Linked DNA regions of Drosophila melanogaster: region 2 is linked to region 1. Evidence: chromatin contacts called from public Hi-C data. All regions are on one chromosome and are shown on one strand. The core of a region is the stretch at or near the end of the contact, and the rest is flanking DNA. Distances in the headings are between cores, read along the strand shown. Region 1 holds the start of Sbds (SBDS ribosome maturation factor). Region 2 holds the start of CG10077.

Region 1 (6,293 bases), core at 1,513-4,012:
GCTGCGGCTGCACCTTTTGCACCTGCAACTGCTGGTAGACAACATTTTGGGTCTGCTGTGGCACCACACGAGCCTGAACTAAATGGGCTGTTTGAGTCGTGGGCTGCAGTTGCATCTGCTGTTGTTGCTGGACTTGCTGATGCTGCTGCACTTGCTGCTGCTGTACGTGCTGCTGGATGACGTGTTGTTGCTGCTGCTGCTGTTGCGGTGAAGTGGCATAAACTACACGATTGTTGTACGGATGTATGGCCTGTCGCATAATCAGCTCCTGATGCTGTGGGCCCTGGATCAATACCGGTTGCTGCTGGACAATCACGTGCGTATTGTTGAGCATCTAGGATTTGGAAAATCGATATCAATATGTTTCAAGTGAAAGATAAATACAGGGCTATTTGGAACCTAACTTACCCCTAAGGGCCTTTGTTGCTGCTGTGTGGTGGTCATGCGGTAGACGATCTGCTGGTGCTGCTGCGGTTGCTGTTGGGGTGGCGACGTCTGCAGTTGCAACGTTTGTGCCTGCTGCGCTTGCTGATGCTGCTGCTGGGAACTCTGAAGTAATTGGGCTTGCCCTTGGGGAGACGATTGCACTTGGTAGGCGGGTGCGTGTTGTTGATACTGTTGCTGCTGCTGCTGCTGTTGCTGCAGCACTTGCTGCTGCTTCTTCTGCTGCTGCATATGCTGCACAATGGCATTTGGTTGCAGGACTTGCTCTGAAGTGTAGTAAATCTGCTGTGTATGCTGGATGGCGGGTTGCTGCGGCTGATGCTGCACATATTGCTGCTGCTGCTGCTGCTGTTGCTCCATGTGCAGTTGTTGCTGCTGCTGCTGGGGCTCCTGTTGCTGCTGCTGATAGTGAACCTGCTGCACTTGCTGCACCTGATGCTGCTGATGATGCATTACAACTTGTTGTTGCTGTTGTTGGTGCTGCTGCTGCGGTTGTTGTTGTTGCTGCTGCTGCTGTTGTTGTTGCTGCTGCTGCTGTTGGTGCTGTTGCTGCTGATGTGCAAGATCATCGCCACCGATTATGTGGTATGTGGGTGCCGCAGACTGCTGGGGCTGTTGATATTGCGCTGGGGCCGTCGTCTGGTAGACAACTTGCTGCTGGTCGTTGAACACCAGCTGCTGGTCATCCTGTAGGACCAGGGACTGAAAGAAACAAGAAATTAGCTTGCTATTCACCGAGGGCTTCGGATACTACTCACCCCAACCTCATCTTGGGGCACTTGCACTACTTGCAAATCAGAGTAGACTGGCTCCTCCAGGGGCACAATATACTGCTCCATTTCAAGGCAGCTGGAAGGGGTAGAAAATCAGTTAGAATTTTAGATATATACTATTTTTTCACTAATTCCCTAGGCCCAAAAAGTACTGTTAAATTTTAATTAATATGATCTTTTCTTCAATTACATTTTTTTGTTTTCTTTTTGGAATATTTTTTTAATTATATGCAATTTCTTATAAGTCGTATTATATATTTTAATTAAATTACATTACAACAACAATGCACCTAGATAAAGAAAACGTTAACTGGTTAAACTTTGCACTGTATGTAGCATAATTAAGATACTTAAACATTTTGTGTACTCTTTAAGGTTATATTTTTGCGTCTCAGTATGAGGACATCGTTAATTCCTTCACATTTATTTTAATATAACCTCGGTAAGGAATATAAGTGTTAAAGTATAAAATTAAATAAGAATGCAAACAAGTTTTGTCACTTTTGTGAGAATTTTTGCTCTTTTTTGCAGGCGTTGCATTTTTGAGACTTTTACAGAGCCCTCAAGAACAACACACACACAAAATCGCAGTAGAAAAATGTGATTTCTACCATTTTCCGAGCAGAAACTTGTACAATATGCGGTTGACCAATTGTATAAATTAATTCCTATGTAATTTTGCAATATATTTAACTTTTTTAAGGCACATTTATTATACAATTACAGGTCACTTTTTGAGCATAATTTTTTTTTTGTTGGCATTCCCAACCTACACACCTCCGTTAATCTTACGAGAATGGGAACTTTTTGGAGCCAATCGCTGTGCCCTCGGCTCGATCCAGTTGTTCTTTGATTAGATCATAATCGCGCTGTCTTTTTACAATAAACACACGTTAATTATTCGCGTTTTTGCTTGAAACCCGTGGCTTTCTTTCTTGCAATAAAAATGGCGTTCACCATTAAAGGCAGCATTTGATATTTATTTTATCTGGCAATGACGAAACGCGAGCGCCCCCTGGCGGGCCCATCAGCTGTTCATAAACATTTTGCAGCGTTGCTTTGGGCCGCTGATTTATCGATGTCTGCCTTGTGCCGTCCTCTTCGCCTAATGTTTAGAGGTCCCTCTGTTTGGCATGTAGCCAGTTTAAAGGGACCACTAAACGGTCGAGCCACTGGAGTTGTCTTAAAATCTTTAGTTTTTCGCACTGAACGCGCTGTTTCGGTGATTTCCATGATTTTGTTGCACATTATGCTGTTATTTAGCGAAAGGCGATTGATAACGATTTTTAGCGACCGTTGATATCGCGGTTTTGAGCACTATGTGTTTTGTTGTTTGCTGCGCGCTCTGGCGAATTGGGTGAGGAAGAAGAAGAAGAAGAAGAGTGGCGAAGGAACAACAACAACGTCGTTGTGATGGTAAAACGTCGATAAGTAGAAAAACTCGATAGCTCGGAAAATTGTGGGTAGCGGTGAAAAAAATTTCAACAAAAAAAATATACATAAATAAAATCCATCTAAATATATATATTATAAGTATGTTTTTAATAGAAAGCTGTTATGCAGTTTTGTATATTGTGAACAAAATTTTTTATCAAACTGTACATCAAAGGAAATTTCAATGATTTCACAACTACGGGATATATAAATGTTTGATTTTTTGCCATTCATCGTTTGGTTCGATCGAAAGTGTTTTGGTTTACTTGCACATCGCTAATTCCGCAGCTTGTATTTTAACAACAATGTCCAAAATATTCACGCCCACAAATCAAATACGCCTCACAAATGTCGCCATTGTGAGGCTAAAAAAAGGTGGCAAGCGATTTGAGATCGCCTGCTATAAAAATAAGGTTCTTTCGTGGAGGAGCAACAGGTAACAGCCGCTAAATGCAACACGTGCAGATTGTGAAATAGGCTTTACCTAAATCTAATTACTTTATTGTATATGCTTAGCGAAAAGGACATCGATGAGGTCCTGCAAACCCATACCGTGTTCACCAATGTCTCCAAAGGACAGGCGGCCAAAAAGGACGAGCTGCAAAAGGCCTTCAATAAAACAGACGAGACTGAGATTTGCAAGGAGATCCTCAGCAAAGGAGAACTGCAGGTGTCGGAAAAGGAGCGCCAAAGTTGTCTGGACACGCAACTAAATAGTATAGTTAATTCCGTGGCTGCGTTGTGTGTAAATCCAGAGACGCGTCGTCCATATCCCGCCTCCATCATCGAGAAATCCCTGAAGGATGCCCACTTCTCCGTTAAGATGAACAGGAACACCAAGCAGAACACACTGGAGGCCATCAAGATTCTCAAGGACCATATGCCCATCGAGAGGTCGCGCATGAAGCTGCGCGTTAGCTTTGCTGGAAAGGAGGGCGGTGGCAAGCTCAAGGAATCGGTGGTCAAGTTGGCCAACGCAGTGGAGCACGAGGAATGGGACGAGGCCACCTTGCACTTAACCTTGCTCATAGATCCTGGCCAATATCGTGTCATTGATGAGCTGGTAAGGAACGAAACGAAGGGTAAGGGACTGCTGGAGCTGCTCGAGCTGAAGGAAGTGGTGGAGAGCGAGGAACTCTTCTAGGCAATACAATCCCTTTAAAATTTTTTGTTTTTCTTTGTAATCTTGTTGATATTTATGTGAAACATAAAGCTGATAAGTACACAGAATTTAATCTGTTAGTATTTTAATCTTTAGGCTGTTTTTAGATGAATCAAGATTGCGAATATGAAAAGCAATAGGTCAACCATCTTTCAATTCAGATTATACATTTTTGAAGTCTGATTAACTACTTAATCGAAAAAACAAAATGATCAATAGTTCCTTACACATATACGTGATTATTAATGTAGAACAGGACAGAGATTATAACAAATATACTGTAGACTTAAAAGGTGATCTGCTGGCCAGCTTTACTTTCGCTTCTTAAGGTTCTCGAAGCGACGTGACAGGTCATCGAAATCAATCTCATCCTCGTCGTTCTTCTTCTCGGCACCTGCGCCCGGAATATCTGGCAGATCGTTGGGAACGTTGGGCAGCGAGGGGAAGTCCAATGCCGGAGGAGCACTTGGTAGCGTGGGATTACCCGGTGGCAGCTTGGATCGGGGTTGTGGTTTCGGTTTGTTGGCATTCTGCGAAGGGTAAAGTAAGTAAGCAAATTAATAAATGTTTTTATATTGCAAAACCTAAAGAAACCTCATTTTCTGATGCTTTATAGCCATATAAAATTTAGTAAATAAAGTGTACATTGTACAATTTAGTGTTAATCGGGGTTTCTTAAATCAAAATTTAAATCTTTGGAAATTTTCAGAAAACTTAGGTTTGATGCTATAAACGTAATAATAAAGTATGTGCTTGGTTTGATCAAATCCAATGTCCTGACCTGGAGATTTACAGGATTAATGGAGGTGTAACGCGGCGGCGGATCATTTTCGGGTTTGGGGCGCTGTTAGGCAAAATTAAAGAAAAGATAAGGCAAATAAAAAATGAAAACACTGGCATAACAAATCAATGGGGAACATCAAGACGAGCGAAATGATAACACTGGACAGTAAACTATGAATCACTTGGATGACTGGACTTACACAGAGATAGGCAAGAGCGGTGGAGGAGAGCCCATAGAAGCGTTTTTCGTTTGTTTAGTGGTGATAGCAGAACGATAAGCGAGTTAGTTGTTGGCTTTAACAGCATTCTACACAGAGATAACCTACCAAAATATTCTCATCCGGGCTGCCCGAGCCATCCGTGTTGTTCGCTTCACGCTGCAACAGCCCAAGATTCATGCAAAACATGCCAAAGCTTACTTATTAACTAAATTTTCATAAAGGATATATGTATACCTTTACTGCAGTTGCAATCGAAAGTGTCACTTTATGAGGCCAATAGAATAAGATGTTAGTAAAAACTGGCTTCAAAGCGATTAAGTTGGCGCAATAATTAGCTAATACTATTCGAGTGATTCAAACTAATTTATAACTAATGTGATTGCAACTGCATAAACTATAAATATCCCCTTTCCATCTGTGTTGCAATGAGACAATTAGACAAGCATATTTACATCGATAAAGTTGGTGTTCAGATCCTTCTCCTCGGCACATTTGGCAGGCAGGACTGCATGCGTTGGCGGCTGATTGGGCGGTATATTGTAGGCAAACGGCGGCGGTGCCTGCACGGGATGGGGTAGAGCATATGCACCAGCTGGAGCTCCACCTCCTCCGCCGCCACCACCTCCACCGAAGGGTGGGTAATTGAAGGGCTTTGCGCTCGGTGGCATCGGCATGTCGGGCAGTGCTGGCATAGCCGGATAGCCAATGAAGCCCATTTGTGGCGGCGCAGCACCACCGCCGCCAGCACCTCCGCCTCCGCTCAAGTTGTTCCGATCGGAGAGGTCAATCAGATGCGGCTGCTGTGGCTGATCCTCCTGCATAACCTGCGGATCCGGTTCGTATTCGATGTTGTAGTTCTTGGCAATGGCAATGAGGTAATTCTCCACCAAAAGCTTGGGTGGTGCCTGCAGCGTCAGCTTGTGCATGAGTTTCTCGGACACATAGTGCTCGCCAGTGGCGGTTCTCGATTGCTCGGCGAACTGTGGACCGTATTTGGTCACAAATATGTCCGATATGATCTTCAGCTCGGCTATATCGCTCTGTAGGCGGGGACACACCCAAACCAAGCTGGCCACCGGCTCAGCGATCCCTGTGTCCAGCTCCTTCATCTGGGTGATGAGGCCGAATCTGGCGAGCAACAGGTCGCAGTACATCTCCACCATTTCCATTGCCTCCACCAAGTAGTCCTCCCTATGATGTACGATATATACGATATATGGAGGTATAAGAATGGCTCATATATTCCTGCACCCACCTAATGATGTGCTCCACGCGAATCCTCGCCCTTTCCGTTTTGCCCGTGGCCAAATAGTCGGCTATTTCCTTCCTGGACTTTTGCGTCAGCTCCGCCTTCTTCTTCTCCAGCAATTTCAGGCGATTGAGAGCCAATCGAAGATTGGTCTTCAGTTTGTTGTAATTGGGGCCGCTGGAAAACATCTTCACTACACCCTGGACTTCCGAATTAGTTGTGAAAAC
Region 2 (6,468 bases), core at 697-3,196, 200 kb after region 1:
GTCTTGGTCTCGTTCTCCGCCGAGATGTCTGTTAGCAGCTTGATCAGCTTCATCAATTTCTCATTCTCATCGCACACGTCCACGATCTGGAGGATGTTGTGATTGGCGCTCAGCGAAAGCGAACCAATGTTCACCTGTATGTAGTTATTAAGGAATTCCTCGGCCAGCTGGCGCACCTCTTTGGGCCAGGTAGCTGACCACATGAGTACCTGACGGTCCGGTCGGATCTGCTGCATGATCTTTCTGATCTGGGGCTCGAAGCCCATGTCGAGCATACGATCGGCCTCGTCAAGCACCAGATAGGTGCATCTCTTCAACGAGGTGGTGCCGCGCTCGAGGAAATCAATTAGGCGACCTGGTGTGGCAATTACAATCTCCACGCCGCGCTCCAAATCCCTAGCCTGCTGTCCCTTGGGCGCTCCACCAAAGATGCAAGTGTTGCGCACATGCGTGTTGCTGCCAAACTCAATGGCTACCTGCTGGATCTGCTGGGCCAACTCTCTAGTGGGAGCCAGGACCAGGGCGATGGGTCCATCACCGCGCTCCAGGCGCGGCTGGTTATTGATGTGCACCACCGCCGGCAGAACATACGCCAAGGTCTTGCCCGATCCGGTCTGGGCCACGCCCACCAGATCCCGTCCACTCATAGCAATGGGCCAACCCTGGGCTTGAATGGCCGTTGGCTTGGCGAAACCCTGCTTACGGATCTCGTTCATCACGTAATCGGGAAAGCCGCCCTCCTCGAATTCAATACTGGGTGTGGGCACCTGATCGCCCTTGATGGTGATCTCATTGCTGGTGAGGAAGGTCTCTGTTTCACCGACAGTCCTGGCCAGCACCGAATCGCACGGCTTGTAAAAGTTCTTGCGGAATGGCGTAAGATTCACCTCAGACCAAACGATCTTGGGCAAGTGAGCGCCATGATTGGAAGAGCGCTGGCCCCCGTTCTGACCACCGAATCCATCCTGGTTGCGTGGTCCGCCGGGTCCCATGCTAGGACCACCACCGTTCATGCGTCGCTGTCCACCGTTGGCGGGTCCATGACCATTGAAACCTGGGTATGGGGCCGAGCGATTGCGCTGGAACATGCCCGCTCCGCCGGGTCCGCCACCGGGAGCACCACCGCCCATGCGATTGGGCACCATACCGCCGGCTAGGCCACCAGCTCCTCCGCCGCCACCGCCTCCGAAGGCGTTCATCTGTCCGTTGTACCTGCGACGAGCGTTTTGTGCCATAAAATTAGAATTTTGAGCCCTTTAATGCGTTGCCAAAATGTTGAAATTTACACGAAGCGACCTTTTTTTATGTAATTTTCATTTTTTACTGCCATTTTGAATTTATTGATTTTCGACACTCGGCCCCTGGCCGCATGCTAAACCGAAATTTGGGCTTAAAAAATGTGTGCCTGTGTTTCAATACTCACATGTTCATTGCTGGTGTGATGTAAGTGGAAATATAGCTGGCCAAAGTATAGTTTTTTCGGTCACTTTTACAATTTTTCACTCCACAATTTTTTCAGCTTCTACGTCGTCAATAGAGCTGTGGAAAAAATCGGTGTTAATATCGATTGGTTCGATAGGTTAGGTTTTCTGGAAACATCGATTGAATTTTCTAGAAACGATCACAACGAATAGGGAAAAATGTCAAAATATTTGTTAGTAGGAAACTTTTAATATATAAATAATTATTGTGAACGTTTCTAATAATAACAAATTAAATAAAAATAATAACTGAAAAGAATATGGAACACTATTAAGAGCACTTTAGAGCACTATGGTTGCTAGTTTGTAGTTACTTCGTTGTCTAACCAGTATTTTTTTAATGCGGCACCGGTAATTAACAATAAGAACTATTAATTTTTTAAGCAAAACAAAGACGTCTGATATTGTTTGTCTGGAACCTATCGGGTAAAGCAACTTCGATAATAATGGTCAGCAAGAAAAATGTGACCAGCCTATAGAACGACCCAAAAACCAAAGTGTGGACATAAATTGGAATATTACAGTGATCGCTCAATGTAGTTAACCTGTAAATTTCTATCTGTAAAGTAATAACTAATAAACAAGGTTCTAATAATGCAGTTAAAATATAATTTATTATTATGTAATTTCCCTTCATTTGTTAAGTATCTTAAGCCCGCAATTATGACATACAATACGTGCCAAATGGTTTTCGCTTAATCGTAGCTCTGCTGTACTTCATAAGGTAAATAAACATGGCTCAAGCAAGGGATTCTTAATTATCAAGTTCAAGCTAGTTTAATTCAATTTGGTAGCCATGCGCACCAGTTACAAGAAAAACAGACCTTTCGACTTCAAGCTAATTGATCTGGTGGAACCCAATCCTGTGCTCTATAAGAGATCTGGACTCTCGAACTACGATGCCATGAAGGCGAAAACCGATATCTGGGCTCGCATAGCCGAGATGATGGGCTGTGATGGTAAGTCAGCTAATAAAAGAATAAGATATATATATTTAAAGTTATAATCCTCTTAGTGGACTTCTGCCTGATGCGCTGGAACAATCTGCACTATCAGTTTCGCAAGGAGTTTCGCCGCGCGGACACCAGTGGATCCACCTGGCCGTACCTGGAACGCCTGCGATTTTTGGCCGAGATCCAGCCGCCCTCCAAAGTGAAAACCAAACCCAAAACAAACAAACAGGAGGCGACCATCCAGACGGAAACTCCTGTGCAATTTTTGTGGGACACTTTTGAGGATGGGGATGTTCCACAGCAGTCGAGTACGTTCATAATCGAGGAGGTCATCGAGGAGCCCAGTGAACAGATCATCCAAGAGGAAATCATCTACGAGGAACAAGAGCCCGCTGAAATAATCTCGCCCAGAAGCAGCTTTCTCCAGATGGACCAAATACTGGCCCAACTAAAGGAACCGCAGCGGAGAAGGGCAGAACGAAGGATTACAGCATTTCTGCTCAAGTGCCAGCTGCGTGCCTTGAGTAATCAGTCCGTGGAGGACCTTAGCATCTAGTTTCCAGTTCACATACTCTCAAACTTTATTTTTAAAAAACAGAATATAACTAAGATTAAACCTTGCACTTGTCCAATTCCAACCATGCCACTTTCGGCTTGACAATGAACTGATCGCGCGGCAAACTGTCCAGCATGCTGGCCTGCTGGCGGACGTACTTCACCAGTCGCTCGATCTGCGCGTAATCATCACAGTTCATCTCGAAGAAGCGGCGCCACAAGGCGCAGGCCAAAACCCGATCGTCGGACATGATGCCCTCGTCGTAGGCGATTAGGGCCGCTTGGAACTGCTCGGATAAGGTCTCGATTTGCTGACGGGTGCGTGAAGGATTGTGAGCCTGTTGGGAAACACATATGAAGAGCATAAAGATTATATATATAAAGGTGAACTAAAGTAAAACCTACTCCCAATTTCTTGGCGCGTGTGTTAACATCTCCCCACATCGCCTCCACAATGCAGTTGCGCAGGAAGCGTCCATCCTCGCCCGTTTCGGAGCCCTCGGCCATGGAGCGCATCAGGAGTAGCCAAACATGCAGTTCGGTGACCAAGAACCAGGAGTTAAAGGTATTGGGCAGATTGAAGTCGCGGAAAAAGGTCACATAGTTGATCTTGTCGGCGACGCTTTCGTACAGCAGATGACTGGTTACCTTGAGGCGCTGAAATGGGATCACTTCGATGAATATTAATCAAATGGGCAAAGTAATCCGAGTCCTACCGCCTTTGTGTTCGGTGTGAAGCCCACTTTGTTGAGCACTCTCTTCAGAATACCGCCTTCTGCGGCTTCCGCTGTGCCGGGTTTCGTTTTATTGGTATTATCCACAACGCCGGTGGATGAACACAAGCGGCATGGCTGCTCCAGCAGTCCCAGTATCGCTGGCCTGTGCTTATACGTATGTTGTGTTGCCTATAATATGTTTAATTTAAAAATTTTATATCCGTTTATATAAGAGTTGATGGCGGTGCATTCGGATGACCGTGTTTTGACTAAATAAAGTACAACCCCTGCTTTAAACATACCCATGCGGTTCTCGCTAGGCCGCCGGCCAGTCTTGCAACTGCACGAGTGCACTGCATTCTTAAATGTATCCTAAATTTACTAAAACAAAATCGTTTAAAAAATCCAATTGCACGCGACAACAGACTAAAACAGCTGATCGTAACGGGGCTGCCAACTTGGGTATAACGACATGTTAACAGTGACTTGCTAACATATGATTAACAGTAACAGATACAAATCTTTGTAAAGAAAGAAAAATGTTTTTTTTTTTGCATGTGAAAAGTAATAACTATTACTTTATTTTTTATATACTTTAAACCTTTGCAGTCTTAATTCATAAAATCAAGAAGAGCTTACATTCGGAAGTGGTGTGACCGCATGAAGTTATTATCCGTTCATAACAGTGCAAAACGGTCTTACTATCAACTTCCAGTTGGAAATGTAAATAAATAAATAAATAGAAAATTTAGAGCAAAATAAAAGAAAGTATGATACGTTTGGGGAACCAAATGTGCCGGCAAGTGGCCTTTAATATACAGACTGTATTCCGAAACCCGGGCACCGCGAACAATCCGAGATTAATCACCAGAAAGATGACACAACAGCGACCGCCGGTGAATTGGACAACCAGTATTCCCAATCAGGCGGCGAAGGACAAGGAGAAGATAGCTCCTTTGGGATGGTTCCTCCTGGTGGGTAGACACCAACTCCTCTACCTATACACACAACTAATCCTTGTTGTCCATTAACCAATCCCCAGCTCATACCGGCCACCACTTTTGGCTTGGGCTGCTGGCAAGTGAAGCGCAAGATTTGGAAGGAGCAGTTGATCAAGGATCTCAACAAGCAGCTGAGCACGGCGCCTGTGGCTCTACCAGACGAGTAGGTTTGCCCACATATTCTCCACTATATACCCACCCACTATAGTGTATTCCCTCCTGTAGTCTCACTGACTTGGCCCAAATGGAGTACCGCCTGGTCAAGATCCGTGGACGTTTCCTTCACGACAAGGAGATGCGCCTGGGTCCGAGATCGCTGATACGGCCCGATGGCGTGGAAACCCAAGGAGGACTCTTCTCGCAGCGCGACTCGGGCAATGGCTATCTAATAGTAACCCCTTTTCAGCTGGCAGATAGAGAGTAAGTTGTGCTCAAGGAAATCCCATAGAATCATCTTAATATCGTTTCGCCCCCAGCGACATAGTGCTCGTCAATCGGGGCTGGGTGTCCCGCAAGCAAGTGGAGCCGGAAACCAGGCCGCTGGGCCAACAACAGGCGGAAGTGGAGCTCACCGCCGTCGTGCGCAAAGGAGAGGCGCGTCCGCAGTTCACACCCGACCACAAGGGCAATGTCTATCTCTATCGCGACTTGGCGCGCATGTGCGCCGCCACAGGAGCAGCTCCTGTGTTCCTGGACGCCGTCTACGATCCGCAAACGGCTGCACATGCTCCAATCGGTGGACAGACACGCGTTACCCTGCGCAACGATCATCTGTCGTACCTGGTGACCTGGTTCAGTCTATCGGCGGCCACCTCCTTTTTGTGGTACCGCCAAATAGTCAAGAGGATACCCTTCTGAAAAAGGGAACCCAAATCAAACGCACTGTTGTTATTTTTATTATAAAAATTTACATGCTCTCGTGTAAATGCTGGTTTTTATTGGCCCGCCGCAGGAGGGGATTATTGTCCTGCTGGGACTTAATATTGCAACTACCGATCCTCGAGTGGCGGATCGACAGGGGAATAGGAATAGGAATATGAATACAAATACGGTTCGAGGGTTTCCCTTGCGGGTGTGCCTAGTTGAATACTTTAACTATTTAGAAACACACTCGTTAGTTTGGGTCGATATGGGGAAAGCTACATAATATTATATTGTCTGATCAAAAATAGTTACTACGTTTTATAACTTTGTGGTTAATCAATCATTGCCTTATGTTGTTCAAATAAGTAATTCGCTTTCTAGTTATATACAGAAATGTTTTAAAAGCTTATATCCTTTAGAAACTAATATACAAAATGCAAGAATTCAACTTTACTTTTCACTTAAAACTGACAGAGTCCTCTGATGATTTGAAACGATTCTATTCTCCTAAACATGATTCAACTTAAGCTTAATCGACCCAATCTAACATACACTCAGCTACAGAAAAGAATACGGATATTTACAGTTTAGTCTCGCAAATACTGGAAATTTCGCCAACTTTAAGTGTAAATGCCACCACCTCCGCCGCCCGACGCGCCTAAAGCTGCGGCACAATGCCCCACGAGCGGAGCAGTCCGGTGCGCTGGTACTTCTTGCCGATGGTCTGGACGTGGAAGCCGATCTGCTGCAGGCGCTCGTGGTCGAGAATCTTGCGGCCGTCGAAGATGTAGGCTGGCTTCATCATCGATTGGTATATGCGCTTAAAGTCCAGATCAACAAACTCATCCCACTCCGTGCAGATGACCAACGCATGTGTGGCACGCACTGCGCTGTACGG

The links. A called contact is a pair of places that touch in the nucleus more often than the background predicts.
Region 2: a contact with region 1 is called in a Hi-C map of the S2 cell line, with 5 times the contacts expected there. A contact is called at or near these places in 9 of 107 Hi-C or Micro-C datasets (the D17-c3 cell line, the Kc167 cell line, the OSC cell line and 5 more) and 4 of 7 datasets of targeted methods (the Kc167 cell line and the S2 cell line).

The regions. Positions count from the first base shown.
Region 1 is chr3L:6,750,151-6,756,443 of dm6, forward strand. Sbds (SBDS ribosome maturation factor) reads left to right here and starts at 2,763. Exons shown (of 2, transcript NM_139800.3): 1 at 2,763-3,087; 2 at 3,168-3,879. The coding sequence starts at 2,957. The coding sequence ends at 3,795. It overlaps velo (veloren), which reads right to left and starts at 2,602. Exons shown (of 9, transcript NM_206286.2): 1 at 1,995-2,602; 2 at 1,203-1,293; 3 at 409-1,146; 4 at 1-334. The coding sequence starts at 1,283. Ist1 (Ist1,) reads right to left here. Exons shown (of 5, transcript NM_139801.3): 1 at 6,073-6,293; 2 at 5,270-6,008; 3 at 4,923-4,973; 4 at 4,595-4,657; 5 at 3,867-4,343. The coding sequence starts at 6,254. The coding sequence ends at 4,125.
Region 2 is chr3L:6,953,958-6,960,425 of dm6, forward strand. CG10077 reads right to left here and starts at 1,947. Exons shown (of 5, transcript NM_139805.2): 1 at 1,809-1,947; 2 at 1,424-1,539; 3 at 1-1,212. The coding sequence starts at 1,431. It overlaps CG9948, which reads left to right and starts at 2,034. Exons shown (of 2, transcript NM_001274563.1): 1 at 2,034-2,440; 2 at 2,497-3,483. The coding sequence starts at 2,278. The coding sequence ends at 2,990. It overlaps Uqcc1 (Ubiquinol-cytochrome c reductase complex assembly factor 1), which reads right to left and starts at 4,151. Exons shown (of 4, transcript NM_139807.4): 1 at 4,008-4,151; 2 at 3,706-3,894; 3 at 3,395-3,646; 4 at 2,989-3,327. The coding sequence starts at 4,064. The coding sequence ends at 3,046. Surf1 (Surfeit 1) reads left to right here and starts at 4,389. Exons shown (of 4, transcript NM_080019.3): 1 at 4,389-4,679; 2 at 4,748-4,869; 3 at 4,932-5,126; 4 at 5,183-5,629. The coding sequence starts at 4,476. The coding sequence ends at 5,564. It also overlaps sgl.